Linked DNA regions of Anser cygnoides: region 1 is linked to region 2. Evidence: chromatin contacts called from public Hi-C data. All regions are on one chromosome and are shown on one strand. The core of a region is the stretch at or near the end of the contact, and the rest is flanking DNA. Distances in the headings are between cores, read along the strand shown. Region 1 holds the start of SIX4 (SIX homeobox 4). Region 2 holds the start of SLC38A6 (solute carrier family 38 member 6).

Region 1 (3,019 bases), core at 60-2,559, 130 kb after region 2:
CTTTGGGGAAAAGGAAAAAGAAGCGGTCACAACCCTGCTGTTACAAGAGATAACGTAAGAACAAACAACGCAGGCGGCACCGGCTCAGAAGAGGCTTCTCCACTATTTAAAGCAGCATCAACCCTTCAGAGAAAGCACCGTTCATTAGGAAAACTGACACACCAATAAATATATAGGTAGGTAGATCAGGATTAAGATTTCTTAATTATCCAAGCACTGCACTGAACACAGCAGACGTTTAACCAAGAAGCCTTGCCCTTCCTTTCTCGGTCCTGCATCCTGACACCCCACAGCGTGTCCTGAGCCTCACAGCCCCCCAAAAACCCCTCACAGCTCCCCACAGCACCTCACAGCCCCCCAGAAACCCCCACGGCTCCCCACAGCCCCTCACAAACCCTCACAGCTCCTCAACGCTCCTCAACTCCCCCCACAGCCCCCCAACTCCCCCCACAGCCCCCCAACTCCCCCCCAACCCCTCACAACCCCCGCCCCGGGGCCGGCGGCGGCTCCCGGCCGGGCCCCAGCGGGCGCTGCCCCGCTCCGAGAGGCGGCCCCGAGGCCGGGCACTCACAGCGTGTGGCCGCAGACGTTGACCATGAGCTTCAGGGAGGGGTTGCGGTACTTGGTGGTCTTGCACCGCGGGCAGCCCTGGTCGTCCATGGCCGCCGCCTTCCCCCCCACCGCCCCAGCTCCTTCCCTCCCTCCTTCCGCCTTCCGCCGCCCGGTGCCGCCGCCAAAGGGCCCCGCCGGCCCCGCCCGCCGCCCTGCGCGTTCCGCCCGGCCCGGCCCGGCTCGGCCCGGCCTTGCCTCGCCTTCCCCGGCCCCCAGCAGCGCCGCCGGGCCGGGCCGGGCCGGGCCGAGCAGGTACGAGCCGCCGCGGGCAGCACCTGCCCTCACGGCTGGGCGGGGGCCGGGCCGAGCAGCTCCGGTTGTAACGGGGGGGGGGGGTGAACCGGGGGGGGGAATTGGGGATAACGGGGGACAACGGGGCACAACGGGGGGCAATGGGGGGGTGAAGGGGACGAGGGGCGCCGCCGCCCTGCAGCCAGCAGCGGCCTGAGGTGAGCCCCTGCCCGGCGGGGCAGCGCCGCCTGAGGCGCCCTCGCTTTTCCTCTCCCCGAGCGGTTCCACGTCTTTTTTTTTATTTATTTTTTTAAAACTTTTTTTTTTTCCTTTTACTTCTGTTTCACTCCTTTTTTATTACGTTCCTTCTCCCTTTTATTCCTTTTTAATTCCTTCACGTTTCTCTTTTCTCCGCCCGCGGGGCTCCAGGTGGAGGTGCCCGTGAGGAGGAGGAGGAGGAGGAGGGGGGGGGGGGGGGGGGGGGGGAGCGGGGCCGCTTGATTGACGGTTGCCATGGGGACGCGGGAGGCCCCGCCCCCTCGTCGCGGCTCAGCCAATGGGCGGGCGCGGCCGGGGCAGCGGGCGGCGGGGCCATATAGTGTTGCGGCGGGGCCGGGAGTCACGCTGGGGGGAGCGGCGGAGCGGAGCCCGATTGCACGGCTTGGCCATAGCAGCGGTCGTTAATGGTCGGTGCGTGGCCGGGAGGAAACCTGATCGGCTAGAGCCGGCCGAGAGCAGGAGGAGGAGAAGGAGGAGGAGTGGACTTTGCAGAGAGAGAGAGAGAGAGAGAGGAAAAAAAAAAAGGGGGGGAGAGGAAAAAAAAAAAACAAAAAGGAAAACAAACCATGTCTTCTGCCTCCCCCACGGCCGAGATCACGAGCGCGGTGGAGATCAAGCAGGAAAATGTGATGGAAATGCTCTCCGAAGCCGTGCCCCCCGACGGGGCGGCGGCGGGAGCCCTGAACCCCGCGGCGCCGCCGCCCCCCCCCGCCGCCGCCGCCGCCCCGTTCCCCATGGAGCACGGCGGGGAGGAGGCGGCCGCCGAGCAGGTACTGCTCCACACGGAACTTCTGGCCAGGAACCACCACGCTGCGGCCGCCGCTTCGCCCTCCTCCTCCTCCTCCTCCTCGTCGTCGTCCTCCTCCTCGTCCTCGTCGTCCTCCTCGTCGTCGTCTTCCTCGCAGACCCCCCTGGCTTTCTCCCCGGACCACGTCGCCTGCGTGTGCGAGGCGCTGCAGCAAGGTGGGAACCTGGACCGCCTGGCCAGGTTCCTGTGGTCTTTGCCCCCAAGCGATCTGCTACGTGGCAACGAGAGCCTGATGAAAGCCCGGGCGCTGGTGGCTTTCCACCAGGGCATCTACGCCGAGCTCTACAGCATCCTGGAGAGCCACAACTTCGACTCGTCCAACCACCCGCTGCTGCAGGAGCTCTGGTACAAAGCTCGCTACACCGAGGCGGAGCGAGCCCGGGGCAGACCCCTGGGGGCGGTGGACAAGTACAGGCTGCGGAGGAAATACCCTCTGCCCAGGACGATCTGGGACGGCGAGGAGACGGTGTACTGCTTCAAGGAGAAGTCCCGCAACGCGCTCAAGGAGCTCTACAAGCAGAACCGCTACCCCTCGCCGGCCGAGAAGCGCAACCTGGCCAAGATCACCGGGCTGTCCCTCACCCAGGTCAGCAACTGGTTCAAGAACCGCAGGCAGCGGGACCGCAACCCTTCGGAGACGCAGTCCAAAAGGTGAGCGCAAACTTTTTTTTTACTTTTTTTTTTCTTTTCTCCCTCCCCGCCCCCCTCTCGCCGCCTGCCGCCTTCCCTTTCCCGGCTCTTTCTTCCCTTCGCAAACATGGCGCTTACCTTCGCCGTGCCCCGGCCTCCCCTCCTTCCCCCTCCCCGCTCCCCCCACGCCCGCCCAGCCCCGCGGGGAGGCGGCACAAGGAGAACTTCTGCTCCGGGCCCCCCCCGGCCCCCGGGGGGGGGAGCCCCGGGGGGGAGGGGGGGACACACGCACACACTCACACACACGCTGTTTGTTTCCTCGTTGTTTTTATTTAATTATTGCGCCTGACAGAGTTAATCATTGACGCGCGGGGGTGTGGGGTCCCGCTCTGTTTTGAAACCTGACTCGGGAGCGGGCCGGGCTCGGGTTTCAGAGCGGGGGGAAGCGGGGCCGGGCCC
Region 2 (2,901 bases), core at 27-2,526:
TAGGGGTTCATGTCTTTGTACTACAGGCAAGGAAAAATTTCACTGTTAGATAAATCCTTCCCACTTACCAGTCTGAATGCACATACTGAGCAGAAGAAACACAGAGTAAGAGGCAAGGCTGGCAACAATCAGCAGCAAGATGCTAAAAATACAAGAGGGTGAAATTTAAGGCATTTTTACAGGTCAATGCAGTTTCTTTTTTTTAAAAAAAAAAAGATTCCATTGCAAACAGTGTATCACAGGACACAATTTCCTCATTTTATGGCTTTTCTTTGCTGACTGTGGTTCACTTGGTCGCTGACTGTCCCAACCCCTGCTAATCCCCACCGCTTCTCGTATCGTGCACCACTGCGTAGGGTGAAGACATGAATCGCAGCGAGGACGTGACACAGAAACGTGTGCACACAGGAACACAAAGGGTAACTTGAAATAAAGCCAGGTTTGTGACCAGAAGGCGGTGAGAGCTGACAGCCCCGGCCCACTCCCAGCTCGGTGCACGCACCCGGCAGCGGCACCACCAGTGGGTTCACGCATTTTGGGTGGGCAGGCGCCCCGCTCCCAAAGGCCCATTTCTGCAGCACGGCGGTGCTCGGACATAAATATATCGGTGCAGGGGGATGTAAATATATGGGTCCGGTGGGAGAAACGCCCAATAAATCAGCACCGAGCAGCAAATATGGGCAGCGCTCGCGTTGGGCCAGATGTGAGCAACCAGAGGCATGAGAGCTCACCCAGGGATGCCCACAGCACACGGTACTCGCTGCTCCTTGGGCCCCTGTCCCTGTCCCTGTAATTAATCACCCTCCCCCCCGTAATTAATCCCCCCGCTCACCTGAAGCCCAGGACGCCCGTGCTGGCCATGGCGAAGGACAAGCCCAGCGCCCCGCTGCCCATGATCGCGTTCATCAGGTTCAGCACCGCGCAGCCGAAGGAGGAGCCGGGGGGCCGCTGGGGAAGGAAGGGCAGGGCGGCGTGAGGCGAGACCCCAAACCCCGACCCCAAACCCCTGCCCCGAGCCCCCCCCAGCCCCTCCCGGCGCCCCCCCTCTCACGCACGCTGCTGGGCGGCGGCGGCGGCAGCAGCAGCGGGGCGGACTCGTCCCAATCCCGGTCCTGGTCCTGGTCCTGATCCCAGTCCCAACCCCGGTCCCCGTCCCCATCCCGGTCCCGGTCCCGGTCCCGGTGCCCATCCCCGGGCCCCGCGCCCCCCTCCCGGCCCCGCGCCCCCCGCGGCTCCTCCATGGCCCCGCCCGCGCCGCGGCTCCGGGAGGGGCGGGGCCGAGCCGCACCGAGGGGGCGTGGCTATAGGCGGAGGGGGCGTGGCCACGACGCAAACCCCGCCCCCTGCCTCTCGGCCGGGCGGAGCGGCCTCAACGTCACGGTGCGCGCGGCGGCGGTGACGTCACGGCGGCGCCGGCGCGCGCGGCGCGGCTCGGTATGAGGTGAGGGCGGGGTGGGTGAGTGGGGGGGGGGGGGGTGGCGGGCGCGCGGTTGCCATGGCTACCGCTCCCCCCAGCTCCCCCCCCTCCCACCCCCGGTTGCCATGGCAACCGCGCGGCCTACCCGCGGGGCTGCCCCGGGCCGGCCTGGGCCTAGGCCGCGGCCGGGGCCGGGCCGTGCTGGGGGAGCGGCTGCGGGACCCCCGCCGCCGTCTGGGGGTCGCGGCCCCCGGTGGGGCCTCGCCAGGCCCCTCCCCGGGCACCCCCGGCCCTCCGCGGGGAACGCGGTGTTTGGTTGTGAGCCAGCGGGGCAGGGAGGAGCGCCCTGCCGGGAGCTGGCTCGGAGCTGGGTTGTCGCCGCCAGCCCCCGGGCTGAAAGCAAACTGCCCGGGCAGTCAGGGAGCACGTCGGGCTCCAGCCCTGCCGGCCCCGTCGGTCCCCGTCAGGAGGGAAAGGCAGGGCCCCTCAGGCTGTCTGCGGCGGGGGAAGCACTTAAAGGTGTGCGGAGCTACTGCTCAGGTCGCCGTGCTCACGAACGAGCTGTGCAGAGTGGTTCGGTCTCTGAACAGGCGTTACTAATTCCTCCCCGTACCTGCAGGAGAACTCTGCCTTTAACCCGTGGTCTTTCTGCCAACTGAGGCGGTCCGTGAAGTAATGACACTACAGAGCGTGTAACCCCCTACACGGGGCTACAGGAGGCAGGAATTGCTACAGAGCAACAGTGACCACTGTTGCTGGTAACTGTTTTCTAGCAACCGCTGCTTGGTAATGCATCTTATCAGAAGAGATCCAACAGCAGGGTCAAGATGGTAGAATTTTTTTATTTGGCTTGCTGGGATTAATACTGCATTTATTAGAATAGAGAGAGGCCGTTGGGTTTTGGCAGGAGAGGCTTGTCTCACTGCTTCAAGTTAGCTAAAGTTTAAAAATGCGTTTGCAGAAGGACAGAGATTTGTAGGGTATAATTCATAATAAAGAGCTTTTACAAAGCTATTGTGGGTTCTTTGGTACTAATGGAAATTCTAGTTTAAGAGACCAGCAAATCCATGTGATTTGCAGCCTTTTTAATGGAATGATTACATAATGTCTATAAAATGAATAATTTCTCTTCTAGGACGTTATGGAGATTTGGATACTCTGCCAGACTACTGAAAACTAATCATTCTAGGACAGCTGCATCAAATACATCATTTCCAGCAGTTTGGATGCTATTGGCGCAACATCCTGGCAGAATACCTGGACTCTCTGCGGTAGCTCAGAAAGCCAGTTTTTGTACAATGCGTGAAACCGTGGAGGATAACGCCGACCCCGAACTGTACTCGCCGCATCCCGAAGTGCGTGGGATGACCCTGCTCAACAGAGAAGCTTTCAAAAGGACGGTTGTCGTTCCGGTTCTTAAAGTAAAGAAAGAAATCGTACATACTTTGATGAAGTCCCTGAAGCACGCGGTACTACAGCGTCCT

The links. A called contact is a pair of places that touch in the nucleus more often than the background predicts.
Region 1: a Hi-C map of liver shows a contact between it and region 2, with 4 times the contacts expected there. The contact joins the promoter of SIX4 here to the promoter of SLC38A6 in region 2. A contact is called at or near these places in 2 of 7 Hi-C or Micro-C datasets (both in liver).

What each region holds. Positions count from the first base shown.
Region 1 is chr5:60,715,646-60,718,664 of Taihu_goose_T2T_genome, forward strand. SIX4 (SIX homeobox 4) reads left to right here and starts at 1,310. Exons shown (of 3, transcript XM_013182970.3): 1 at 1,310-2,581. The coding sequence starts at 1,689. MNAT1 (MNAT1 component of CDK activating kinase) reads right to left here and starts at 731. Exons shown (of 9, transcript XM_066997383.1): 1 at 572-731. The coding sequence starts at 660.
Region 2 is chr5:60,583,868-60,586,768 of Taihu_goose_T2T_genome, forward strand. SLC38A6 (solute carrier family 38 member 6) reads right to left here and starts at 1,277. Exons shown (of 16, transcript XM_066997382.1): 1 at 1,056-1,277; 2 at 833-948; 3 at 69-142. The coding sequence starts at 1,241. TRMT5 (tRNA methyltransferase 5) reads left to right here and starts at 1,317. Exons shown (of 5, transcript XM_066997380.1): 1 at 1,317-1,441; 2 at 2,553-2,901. The coding sequence starts at 1,437.